Linked DNA regions of Mus musculus: all the other regions are linked to region 4. Evidence: chromatin contacts called from public Hi-C data. All regions are on one chromosome and are shown on one strand. Each heading gives the region's core, a stretch centred on a gene start, on an enhancer-like site or on the middle of the called end of the contact. The rest is flanking DNA. Distances are from core to core; before and after follow the strand shown.

Region 1 (3,165 bases), core at 422-2,921, 81 kb before region 4:
GTGCTTTGCTTCATATACATCTGCCTTCCTGAAAAGGGCATCAGATCCCATTACAGATGGTTGTGAGCTACCATGTGGTTGCTGGGAATTGAACTCATGACCTCTGGATGAGCAGCCAGTGCTCTTTACCACTGAGCCATCTCTCCAGCCCCTGTGTTCTTTCTTTACTTCCTGAATTTTCTATTAAAAAGTAGAAATCTTTCCACCTGCAAAGTAATATTTGTGTCTGCCAACTTCATTCTTTGCTTTCAATTTCCAAGCTGTATTAAGCTTCATGCTTACTGGATGCCAGACTTCCTTCAAAGTTTGCTTCTGGTGTATCCCGGCTGATATTGTGTTAAGGCAAAATGATGACAACTCTGTTCACACGGGCTACTGTTTTAGCATTTGATGACGATGATACTATCCTGCAACATAGGTCAGGCTCTCTGTATACATATCCCCAGGCTCTAGAAATAATACATTGTTGTGGAAATAGAGAGAGAAACCAATTGCATCTAACCATCCCTTCAGGCTATAAGCAAGGAGAACCATGGGTAACAGAGCATCCTCACCATGCTGTGCTAAAGAGGAACAGTCATGAGAAGACAGAGTCAGGAAGGTATACACACAGCCTCCCCAGCAGCTGTCTGTATCCATTTATACATGAACTCCACTACCAATATTTTATATATGTGTGTGTGTGTGTGTGTGTGTGTGTGTGTGTGTGTGTTTGTGTGTATCTGAAAAGGCTGATGATACAGTGGTGAAGAAAACAGAATACTTTGTTTCCAGGTGTGAAATAAACTAATCATTTATTTAATTATAATCATTAGATGCTGAACATAGAAGTGAAATTTCCATTCTTGTCTTTTAAAGGTCCTTTTTATTTCTTTCTGTAATCCCCATTATACTTGCCTCATAAACAGTTTAAGATGGGCATGGAAATGCCTCATTGATTAAGGTGTTTTAACAAATGACCCATCTCCCCAGCTCATCTTAGGCATAAAGCCCAGGGTTTAGAACCCCAGAATCCACATTAAAACTAGGTAGGCATGGTGACTTCTCAGTATCTCTGACCTCAGAAGGGGGAGGTGAAATTCTGAAAGTAAGATGATTCTTGACTTTAACCTTGGATGTCTGCATCCCAGGCACACGGGTCCATCTGTACACCAAGCTACTGCTATACACACATGAAAGATAGACACACACACACACACACACACACACACACACTAGACAAAGGCAAACAAAATCAATTTAAGAAAACAAAGATTTAAAAAAAAGAAAACAAAAACAAAATCAAATAATCAAAACAACAGTAAACCAGCCCAGGATACAGAATATAATTTCAATGCTCTATGCAGGAAATACCACCAAACCCCCAAATCTCTTTTCATGTCAGAGAAAGAGAAGGACATCTGGAACATCCTTGTTCAGCAATGGCCATTGTAGGAGACCAGAAGCTACAGTGTACATTAAGCTATTGATTTATTCTTGCTCTGTGGGGAGAGAAAAAGTAGAATATATCTGGGCTGTAGAAATAGAGTGACTTTATTGTGTTGAAACATTACAAAAAGGCTGTCTAGGAATATTCTAGAGTGGCCAATAAGTTAACAGTGACAACTGTGATCTTCGGTATAGCCCACTGTACAGTGTTCATCTGAACAGAGGATGAGTCACGGCACCCTGACAACAAATGCTGAATTTGAAGCAAATTGGAGCTGTAATTTATAGTACAATAGAACCCATGACAGAGGCACATGTGGGCCAGGCTCTTTAAATATTCTATAAATAATAGCGGGGAGACGCCCGACTGGCAGCAAGCAGGGCTGGATGATGAATCATCAGGTAGTTTGAGAAAAACCCTGCCTGATTAAATGCTTTGTTTTCAAACCACCTGCATCGGTGTCTGCAGGAACAGGACAGATCAAATTGTTCTCAGTTTTATTTTGTTTTGTTTGTCAAAAAAGCAGACAGACTCATGAATGATAAGTTTTATTACATTACAAAGCTGATGTCTAACTGAAGTCCCATGGGCTCAGTAAGTCTCATTGTTTGCATTTTAGGTAGGATTTTGAGCATGGGTAAGAGGCAGCTAATTCAACGATGGGACTCATGGCTTAGGGTTATATACTGGTGATTTTATTTTGGTCTTCATAGCATGGATAATTCATTTTCCTACCCTTCACTTCGGGAGTCTTTCCTGTTTATCCCACCAACCAGTTACCAGATGCTCTTTCGACTAAACTAATTAGTGGAGTCTCCTTCCAAAGCCAGTGCTTGCTGAGTGTGGTCATTAGAGCAGGCAGAAGGGAGGACACCAGAGACATCTGAGATGACACATGCTCCAGCAAGCCATCCTTTAGCCAAGTCACGGGTGCAGCGTGTCAGCTGCAGCCACACAACAGCAAAACAGTCACTCAAGGGGAACACAAATATCAGGTCATTCATCTTTCTTTTATTTACTACAGTGCTCAATGGTGGGCCAAAGATCAAAGTCTCTGCCCTGACACATAGTGGTTATTAACTGTCCTAATTCTATGTTAAGCAGGCATTATTTATACAGCTACAGAGGAACATCACATAGGACATGATGCACTTAGTACTAGCAGATCCCCTCTGGAACTTTTACATTATGATATCTCAAGTCATTGTTCTGGAAATGTAAATAAAACCACTTATAATTTGACTTGGGTGTAGGTGAGTGTGCCCATCCATGCACAGGAATGAGGTCACAGGCTACAGGCTGTTCTGCTATATCCCCCTCTGCCTTATTTGAGACAGGGTCTCTTAATGTACCTGGAATGAGATTGGCATCCCACAAGGCTCAACTACCCTTTTTTCCACATCACAGGAATTATAGACAAGCCTGTGGCCAATTCACTGGGGTTCCAATCTCAGGTCCTTATCCTTGTGTAGCCAATGCTCAGACCCTCTAAGCCAACAATCAGCCACTCCTTGACTTTTATGTTAGAATGCCACATAATAATATCATTTCCTCTCACATCTGGATTTGTATCAGGTATTTGCCTCATGTATGTTTCTTGCTTCCTAAACTGGTATCCACTACCTGAACATATCATCTTTATGTCTCACCTGCATTTGTTTCCCAGAGTTCAGTAATTAATAACTATCTCATACGTTTTGTTTAAAAATTAAGTGAATGAAGTGATCGGTCCCATA
Region 2 (3,116 bases), core at 72-2,571, 130 kb before region 4:
CCAAAGACTCATGACACTTTGTTACCACTTTGTCTGGTTAGAAAGAAGGAAAGGAGGGAGGGAGGGAGGGAGGGAGGGAGGGAGGGAAGAGGGAAGGAGGGAGGGAGGAAGGGAGGGAGGAAGGAAGGACACTAGCAACCTGAATATAAAAGATTTGAATTTGCTATAAGGTTGAGTTTCCGTACATTGTCTTCTCAAAGGAAAATGCTTATTTTCTTAAGCATTCCTTTAATTTTGATGATTGGTTATGATAACATTAAATTGAAAAACACTAATAGAGTGAAATCAAAGTGAAGAATAAAATACCCCCCCCCAATTATCTAAATTTTTTGCTATGTTTAAGTTGGGAATGAAAGCACTGTTGTTCTGAAGCTTACAGAGAATAATAGGATAAACGAGTCACATACAGTGCCGTCAAAGTAGAACAGAGTCTCTCATTAGACCATTTATCCTTTCTGACTCCTGTCCTGTACTCATTTCTATTCAGTTTTGCATTGCAGTCCCCTGACACAGGCTTTTCTCCTTGATCCCACTGAGCTGACGCTGCGCCACACATGCCATATCCCATGACTCCCCCCAATATCAATTTGATAAAGAAAGTGGATGGATGCTTGGATAATTGGTTACTTTGTGTTTTCCCTCTTGATTGTATTTTCAGTACCAAAGGGAGATAAGCCCTAACACCAGCCGCCGTTATCAATATGAAGGAGACACGCATAAGGGATGTGTGGATAAAATGAAATCGGAGATGTTGATGGGAGACAGGCTGTTGTAGCAAAGTACCAGATAATTAAATTTAAGAAAGAATCTAAATTTGGGGCTTCTCATAATACAGGGAGCTATGACAGACACAGATAAAAAAATTGTACTTGAAAATACATGCAGATAGCAAGTCACATTGCCTGCTCTGGAACAGAACAAAGTGACTGTAGGGGAGGGAGGGTAAGTGGGACAATGGTTGGCTTGTGTTACAGCTTTAAAAATCAGGGGCAGGGGAGGGTGCAGTGACAGACTGTTGAGACCCAAGCCTTCTGACAGTGTTAATTTACCCATTTCCTCCTCAGAGCTTCTGATGTTTTGGAGAATAGGACTTCTGTCTTTTGACTTATTTCTGGCTCAGTCCCTGGTACGTTGGCCATTACACTCAATTAATGACTATTTTAGTCCACTCAGCGATAGGTCCCCAACCCATTGCTATCAGATCAGGAACCTGAGTTAGCCTAATGTCCAGGAATCCTGTTGCTACTGCTGCTTAAGCCTGGAAGTCTACTTTTCCGGAGTGAATTGTCCTGTGGACTTTCTAAACTCCTCTATTCCCCCTGCTGTTTCCTATTTGGGATTCCTCTGCCCTAGCTCAGGTAGATATATTCTTGGTTCCTTGGTGATTTCTTCTTCCTTTCTTTCTTTTCTTCCTTCCTTCCTTCCCTTCCCTTTCCTTCATTCCTTCCTTCCTTCCTTCCTTCCTTCCTTCCTTCCTTCCTTCCTTCCTTCCTTCCTTCCTTCCTTCCTTCCTACCCTTCCCTTCCCTTCCCCTTCCTTCCTTCCTTCCTTCCTTCCTTCCTTCCTTCCTTCCTTCCTTCCTTCCTTCCTTCCTCCCTCCCTCCCTCCCTCCCTCCTTTCTTTCTTTCTTCCTTTCTTTCTTTCTAGTAATCATTCCACTTGTTTACTTCTCAGATGATTTCCCCCTTCCTGGTTACCCCTCCACAAGCCCCCCCATTCCCCCATCCCACATCTGCCCTTTCCCTCCTCCGCTTTGCCTCTATGAAGGTGCTCCCCCCACCCGCCCTCTCCTGCCCCACTAATTCAGCATCCCCCTACATTGGGGCATCAAGCCTCCACAAGATCAAGAGCCTCCCCTCCCATTGATGTCAGACAAGGCATCTCTGCTACATGTGTATCTGGAGCCACGGGTCCCTCCCTGTACACACTTTGATTTCATTATCACTCTGGTGTAGTTCCAGATCAGTTATATCTATAGCTAAACTGCTTTTCTTTTCCCCTCCTCAAGAATGTTTTCTCTCTGTGCTTTATTTTCCCTGGCTACTTTATGCTTGAATTTCACCTCTTCTCACCTCACATCCTATCCATAGCCTATCCAGGGCTGCTTAACACCCAAAGGTCCTGACCACACTTGGGCCATTATAATATCCAGTTCAGTGCCTATCAACTAGCAACTGTACTAGATGATCAGATAGCTATCTAATCAAAAGCCTTTGGGTCAAAGTTTAGGTTGTGTAATTTGTAGGGTTTAGGGAATTTTTATTTTGAAAATTTTAGAGTTTTTATGGTTCTACCACAGAGATGATGAATCTCTTATGAGCGTCAGGTTTTTTGTTTTTGTTTAGGATGGCAACCTTTCTTGATTTCAAAAGCCATCTATAGGGCATGGATCCTGTTGTAGACTAAGTGCCTATTCATCCTGAGTTGTTTGGATGGGAGACCTCGGTTCCAAGAAACAGGCCATGCATGTCTTACTTTCTTCCTCTCCCCTTTTATGAGGAATAGATCATGGAAGGGTATTGATGGAGCTCTGGAGAGGAAGACATTAAAAGATCCATTGATAGTTTTCTGAAAGATTATATTTTTTCAGGCAAACATTTTTGGACATGGTCCAAAAATGGAGTTGTTTGAGGAGAATTCTCACCGCTGGTGAGAACTCTCCGAGGAAACAAGACATGAGTCCTGTGCCCTCAGTTTCTTCTAAACAAAGAATTGTTCCTGGAATGTGTTTTTGTGCTTCTCCCAGGTGCGGATAGGAGTGCTTTTACTTCAGATTATTCATTATTGCTTGCTACTATTATTCAACTAAATGTTTAAACTCTCCTTTTATGCCTCTATGAAAAAACAAACAAAACAAAACAAAAAAGTGATTTTGCCATGAGTAACTTGTCCTTGTGATTGAATACAGCTTGAACTTATGAGAGTTTTATTCATGTGACCTTTCTTTGTCCTAAGAGTATAAATTGTCTGAGGTTCTGAATAAAGCTGGCTATTGTACCAGACTTTAGATTCTGTTCCATTCTCCCAGGTCCCACTGCATCTGGAGGGGTGACCAAAGATAACTTGTAAAAATTTTTACAATATGGTTGCTTCTGAAGAAAACTAAAAATGGGTCT
Region 3 (3,222 bases), core at 636-3,135, 130 kb after region 4:
AATAAATGAAGCCAATTATAGCTTTAAACATAGTTGGATTTCTTGTTACAGTAAAGTTAGTGAGCTTTGCCTGTTCTGAAATCAATATAAATTGTGTTTATATTTTATTGTGACATATGAAACTCTCAAAGATATTTTTATATTTTTTTCTTCTATAAGATATGTTTAAATATAAATTTAGCATTTTAAATTTGCATATTGAACCAGTTATGGCTCTAAAAGTAGTATAGAAAGCTTTAACTTATATTATCCTCCTGAGACATATCAAATGTCTAAGTAATTATCTGTCCTAAATTGGTTGGATATATATTTTGAGTATTTTTCAATGAGCAATTAATATTGGTTGTATTAACCACATATGTAGCATAGGATTGCCTTGTTGGGCACCAATGGGAGGAGAGGCCCTTGGTCCTGTGAAGGCTTGATGCCCCAGTGTAGGGGAATGCCAGGGCAGGAAGGCTGGAATGGGTGAGTGGGTGGAGGAACACCTTCATAGAAGCAGGGGGAGGGGGAATGGTATGAGGGGGCTTCCAGGGGAAATCAGGAAAGGAGATAACATTTAAAATGTAAATAAATAAAATATCAATAAAAGAAAAGAAAAAATGACTTTTGTCTTATTATACTTTATTTTGTTATGTTTTGTTGTCATGTCTAATAAGCCTGTTCTTTTATAATGAGAGACAGAAAGGGAGTAGAGGTGAAGGGAGTAGAAGAAATTAGGAGGGGTAGAGGGAGGAGAAACGAATGAGCACATAGTATATGAGAAAAAAATATTTTCAATAAAAAGGGGAAGTGGATTTCCATAGCTTATATATTTCTTTCTTTTTATTAGATATTTTCTTTATATTCATTTCAAATGCTATCCTGAACGTTCCCTATACCTTCCCCCCTGCCCTGTTCCCCTACCCACCCACTCCTGCTTCTTGGCCCTGGCATTCCTCTGTACTGGGGCATATAAAGTTTGCAATAACAAGGGGCCTCTCTTCCCAGTGATGGCTGACTAGGCCATCTTCTGCTAACTATGCAGCTTTTTCATGACTGTTAATTTATTGACATTCTCTCCCTCTCTCTCTCTTCTCTCTCTCTCTCTCTCTCTTCTCTCTCTCTCTCTCTCTCTCTCTCTCTCTCCCTCTCTCGCTCTGTGTGTGTGTGTGTATGTGTGTTATATAAGAGTTGACTTACTAGTACCCTGTGGTAGCTTCCAAAGATGGGGAGGAGGGAGATTATACAATTTGCTCTTTGACACAATGAACGAGATCATTCAACAGCAAGAATATATCTGACCCAAATATTTCTCATCATCATGTAGTTCTTAATTTGATGAGGACATTTAACTGTCTACATTTTGCTTTTCAACTGCATACCTCTGTTCGAATTTCAGACTCCAGTCCAGGGAGACAGTTTGATTTGAAGAGAAGGAAGCTCTTCATAGCTATTTTATAATTCTAGCTTTAAAATAGGACACAGCTTCCTCAGCTGAGGCACTGACAGTTTCCCTGAGGTAATGTAGGAGGTAGTCTGGTGGTAGGGAGAGACTCAAAGATCTGTTGTCATTTTTATATTCTGTAGGTAAACACAGGACATTACCACCTTGTCCTGCAGCATGGGAGTAGGGTAAGAGTATATGAGGCAAGTTAGTTCAAAGCAGGTGTCCATTAAGGGGATAGATGAGCAAAGTGAAGGGATTTTTATTTTAAAAAATTAATAAATGATAAGCATCTGAAAATTTAGAAATAGGAGTAACTCTGCAGGGATAGATGTCTGAAGGTGGTGTTAAGGGAAGGAGAGAAACCTGTGTTTCAGACGTGGATGCATCCAAGTAGTCCAGAGGAGCTGACATTCTTACTTTCACTTTCAGTTGCCTAAATGGCATTGCTTAACTCAGTGTGAGATTCTGGATTCTTCCCTTTAGCTGCAATGCTGAGTGGTCATTCAATATTTGCCTCACTGCCTATGGTGCAGAACTGTTGACATCTGGATGGAATCTAAGGTAGCATTTTATATTTTTCTATGGCCTTGTTATGTTGTAAACAGAAAAGAGTCAGGAAGACAGGAGGACTTATGCAGGAACTGCTAGAATGGAACCTTCATTTTAGCAACCACACAGATCTTTCATTATAACATAAATTAAGAGCCCACAAAGCCCAGACTCAAAGTAAAGTGCATTAAAGGAAGTTGCAACTTAGAAAAATCAAAGTACCGTTTCAGCTTTTAAAACACAGTAAAAAGGGACTTTCTGAAGTTCATTTTACAAGTCTTCCTTTGTTAGATAGCTTTGCTCTCTGTAGATCTTGAGCAGCTCCCAAATATGCTTTCTTCCCTCTTCACTTTCTTGGTTCCCTGGTTACTCTGAATCCAGCTTCAGTCCCCACACAGGGACCTCTCACCCTCCCTCCCTTCCTTCCTCTCCCTCCCCTTCTCCATCTCTTCCTCCTTTATCCTTCACCCCTCCCTCTCTATCTTCCCTTCTCCATCTCTTCCTCCCTTATTCTTCCCTCCTTCCCTCCCTCCCTCCTTCCCTCTCCCTTCCATTCTCCATCTCGTCCTCCTTTATCCTTCACCCCTCCCTCCCTCCCTCCTTCCCTCCTTCCCCCTCTCCCTCCTTCCCTCTCTCTTCCCTTCTCCATCTCTCCTTCCTTTATCCTTTATCACCTCCCTCCCTCCTTCCCTTCCTCCTCCCTCTTTCTTTCCTTCTCCAACTCTTCTCTCTTCTTCCTTTATCTCTCACACTCTCTCCCTCCCTTTCTCCATCCCTACAACTTTCATCTTGCCCCTAACACCAACAGTTCCCTACATCACATTTTTCTTCTACATGACTTGACCAGTGCTTCTGACTCCTCATATAAAAGTTTCTATCATCCCCCTTTCTCACGATATTTAGAAGGTATCTATTTAAATTCTCCCAGACTGTTTGGTAGAAAACTAACAAGGGAAGTATGGCTACAGGAATTCTTGAATTTTACTTTAGAAATTGTCTATACAATTTTTGGCATAATTTTTTTCTTTGTGCTTTAGAGTTTTTTCATTTTTAACTGATAAAATAAAGCATGTGCATATTATATTTTAAAAACAATAAATTAGGAAGATTATTTATGTAAAATGTCTAGGATCTAATTCAGCCATATTATTCCTTTTTTTTTTTTTAAACAAATCACTCCATAACTCTAGTGGAACATTAATGTCTGTAGAGAGGAGCACAAGAGAAAAATCTCATCAAACATT
Region 4 (2,871 bases), core at 115-2,614:
AAAAGTTAAACTTCCTGTGTTTCACCAAAGGGTTAAGGTTAGGGAAGTGGACATCAACACGTCCACAGTCCACAGAGGCTAACCAGATTAGCAAGATCAAAGTAAAAGTCAAGTCTCCTGATAATTCTGGTGTCACTTGGAAAGGTTTTGAAACTTCCCATGTTATTACCCTCCCACTATAAAGGCTACCTGGGTAAATCTCGGGAGGGTGATGATCTAGTTTTAATTTTTACAAACTCAACAAGCCCTCAAAGTTCAGACAGTGACCCTGAGGTGCTATCCCAAACTGTCAGCCCCACAGGACAGATGCAAACAAGAAGATTCTGATAGCAGGCACAGGAGAGCAGCAGCAATTAAGCAGTTGAAAGTGGGTTGGAGTGTTGGGTTATTTTTGTTCCATTTGTAGCCTCTTGCAAGGAGGAGATGGATTCAAATTTGACACTTCCTTTCTGAGAGCAGAAGCTGGTCTCCTTGTCTACTCTCATTCAGTTTAATTCCCTGTGTGGTTTCATCCCTTCCTGGACTCATATTTTCACACGGGGTTGCAATCTATCCTCCCTCCAACAGAAAGAAATCTTTTTTCTCTTCTTCACTGCCCTTCTTCCCTGTAAGAAAGACAATCCTCCACCCCCCGTTGGGGGTGGGGGGCTGTACTGGCTTAGAATAGGAGGAGGGGGAGGAGAGAGGGGGCTGGGGGGTGGAGGACAGAGGAGAGAATGGAAGAAGCAAGAAGATGGGGGATGCCCAACATCAACTCCTGGTTCTGAATCACCAGCCCTGTGCAAAGTGCTTTCCCCGGAGATGCACTTGTGGTCTTGCATTTCTCACAATAGGCTTACGGGGGGATCCCTCCCTAGGTCTCCCATCGCCACAAATCAAGTGTACCTACGTCTCTTCGACAGATTGAAGCGCAGAGGTACCAAGGTACCACCGAGGTGGCCGCGCTGCCAGTGGGGCTGCCTTACCTGGAGCGAGGACCGACCGGGAGATGGTGCGAGTCTTGGTCCCCGCTGCTCTCACCGCGGACCGGTGCGAGGCACACGAGTACTCTCTCGCTGCCTCCGCTCTCAGAGGGGCAGCCTGCAACACAAAAGGGGTGTGTGGGTGTGGGTGTGGGTGAGGTTTTCTAGGGCCACCAGCTGGTCCCAGCTGGCCGCCCCCGCCCTGCACACACCCCTTCGGGGACCTGAGCCCCCTGTTGGGTGAGCAGGACCCTGGGGGCTTGCCCCGGTTACAGCCTCAAGTTGCCCACTGCTAACTGCGGATGCTGTCGCTGCAGGAGGAGGAGGAGGAAAGACACTGGGGGCTGAACTCGGTCAGAGCATCCCCACACTGCAGCTTCTCCAGGAATCCCTCCAGTGAGGAGGCGGCCGCCCATCATCTCCCGGCCCCGGCTCTTGATTGGTTCCAACCAAGGTACGCTGCTCAGAAGAGCCAATCAGAGAGCACTGATAATAGGTGGCTCCTCTCAGGCAACGGAGCCCAGCCCAGTACTGTTAGAGTCTCTCCATCCCCACAGCGGACAGGGACCTGAGGAGAGGGGTTTAGGAGAGTGGCGGGGGTGGGGTGAACTAAGAGGAGACCAGATCCCAAAGAGAAAACACTAAAAGATAATTTTCTAGACCCGGTGGGTAGACTCGGGAATGCCCTCAACCTGTTCAGTAAGCCATAAGCACTGGATAAGAAGCAAGCCTAATACAAAGCTTTTTTTTAACTTTCAATCAAAACCTGCCTTGATACTGAGCATGCCCAGATCTACACAGCATCCTAGGAGTTTCGATATGTGTGAGTTCTAGGTTGAAAAGGTGGGAGCTGGGACGCGAGAGAGGCAGAAGTTTGTCTTTGGCCATTTGACACCGCGGAGTTGTGGGGAAGCAGGACTACTGAGATAGAGGTGGTCCTTCTTGCTTTGGGAGACCAGTCACATCATTCCGTCTGAACTCGAGTGGGAAGCCAGGCTCCGATAATGTCAGGGCAGCTAGATGTCTAGAGACCGCCCAGGAAGGGTGTGGTGGACCAGAGCTGTATGCAAGGTCCATCCATAGGTGGGGCGGAGGAGCGAGGCTCCACCCAGCTGCAGCTGCTAGGCAATGGAGCGAGCGCCCAGGGAGTTTCCATGCAGCGACCAATAAGTTTGGAGACTTGGGTCAAGTGCGACCTTGCTAGGCACGCTTTTTCCACCTTCTTGGGCTTGTGCTCGCCCCCCCCCCCCCTGTCTCCGTCTCTCTTCACCCCTTGCCCGCCCGCACGGTGGGGGACTAAAGGGCTTTCTCCCTCCTCTTCCTAGCTGAACCCTTCTGCTCGGAAGTAAGAAGCTTTTCCCTCGTGAGAGCAGCCGTGACCTGATTGTCTCTAAGCTCCTGGGCAATTTATAGCTTGGTAATACCGAGAGATGCCAAACAGGGAGGCTGAGAGGCTTGGACGGGAGGGCAGGCTGGCTGGCCCTGGGGTGGAGTCTAGCTCCCAAGGGCAGGAGCCTTTTACTCCACAGGTGAAATGCTTTCTTGTCACTAACAGAGATTTTTTTTTTTCTTTCCCACTCGCTTGACCTTGCTCAGTGCCCTCAGAACCTCTTGTTTTGCTTGGAAATCTTAGCAGTTTTTGTAAAGTTGATCAATAGCCACAAATGAGCACTCCCCTAATTGGGCTCTTTATTTTCCTGACAGGATGATCCTGGCATCTCAGGTAAGGAAATAAATAGCGATCGCAATTCCCCAAACTCATCCACTTTGAACTGGAGTTTCATTAACACTGGTGTGCAAAGGTAACTGTAGAGAGAATTCAATTAACAGTAACACATTTCTTCAGGTTTGTAATTAAATCTCTTCTATTTATATAATGTTTAAGATTAAGATTCAGAATATATGCCCA

What was found. A called contact is a pair of places that touch in the nucleus more often than the background predicts.
Region 1: a Hi-C map of the N1E-115 cell line shows a contact between it and region 4, with 3 times the contacts expected there. The contact joins the enhancer-like site here to the promoter of Syt1 in region 4. A contact is called at or near these places in 5 of 39 promoter capture datasets (the 3T3-L1 cell line, 3T3-L1-derived adipocytes, the SN4741 cell line and 1 more), 4 of 484 Hi-C or Micro-C datasets (the AtT-20 cell line, the N1E-115 cell line, nephron progenitors and 1 more) and 3 of 9 other capture datasets (adipose tissue, liver and pancreatic islet).
Region 2: a Hi-C map of the N1E-115 cell line shows a contact between it and region 4, with 4 times the contacts expected there. The contact joins the enhancer-like site here to the promoter of Syt1 in region 4. A contact is called at or near these places in 4 of 39 promoter capture datasets (the 3T3-L1 cell line, 3T3-L1-derived adipocytes and hippocampal neurons), 4 of 484 Hi-C or Micro-C datasets (the N1E-115 cell line, nephron progenitors, olfactory sensory neurons and 1 more) and 2 of 9 other capture datasets (liver and pancreatic islet).
Region 3: a Hi-C map of the N1E-115 cell line shows a contact between it and region 4, with 10 times the contacts expected there. The contact joins the enhancer-like site here to the promoter of Syt1 in region 4. A contact is called at or near these places in 5 of 39 promoter capture datasets (the 3T3-L1 cell line, 3T3-L1-derived adipocytes, the C10 cell line and 1 more), 1 of 15 datasets of contacts at CTCF or cohesin (pro-B cells), 11 of 484 Hi-C or Micro-C datasets (the MNK3 cell line, the N1E-115 cell line, brain and 6 more) and 1 of 115 datasets of contacts at active chromatin or transcription factors (neural progenitor cells).

The regions. Positions count from the first base shown.
Region 1 is chr10:108,928,125-108,931,289 of GRCm38.p6, forward strand. All of the region lies in intron 1 of Syt1 (synaptotagmin I), which reads right to left. Among named protein-coding and RNA genes, the nearest start is that of Syt1, 81 kb to the right of the region's middle. Within about 2 kb of position 1,672, at least 21 of the 459 cell types and tissues checked have an H3K27ac peak or open chromatin away from gene starts, as enhancers often do. A contact at or near this core is called in the AtT-20 cell line, the N1E-115 cell line and rod photoreceptor, where this site is marked.
Region 2 is chr10:108,883,775-108,886,890 of GRCm38.p6, forward strand. The region is part of intron 2 of Syt1 (synaptotagmin I); the gene reads right to left. Among named protein-coding and RNA genes, the nearest start is that of Syt1, 130 kb to the right of the region's middle. Within about 2 kb of position 1,322, at least 5 of the 459 cell types and tissues checked have an H3K27ac peak or open chromatin away from gene starts, as enhancers often do. A contact at or near this core is called in the N1E-115 cell line, where this site is marked.
Region 3 is chr10:109,135,441-109,138,662 of GRCm38.p6, forward strand. No RefSeq gene overlaps it. Among named protein-coding and RNA genes, the nearest start is that of Syt1, 130 kb to the left of the region's middle. Within about 2 kb of position 1,886, at least 52 of the 459 cell types and tissues checked have an H3K27ac peak or open chromatin away from gene starts, as enhancers often do. A contact at or near this core is called in the MNK3 cell line, the N1E-115 cell line, cerebral cortex and 3 more, where this site is marked.
Region 4 is chr10:109,009,611-109,012,481 of GRCm38.p6, forward strand. It overlaps Syt1 (synaptotagmin I), which reads right to left and starts at 1,365. Exons shown (of 11, transcript NM_009306.3): 1 at 966-1,365.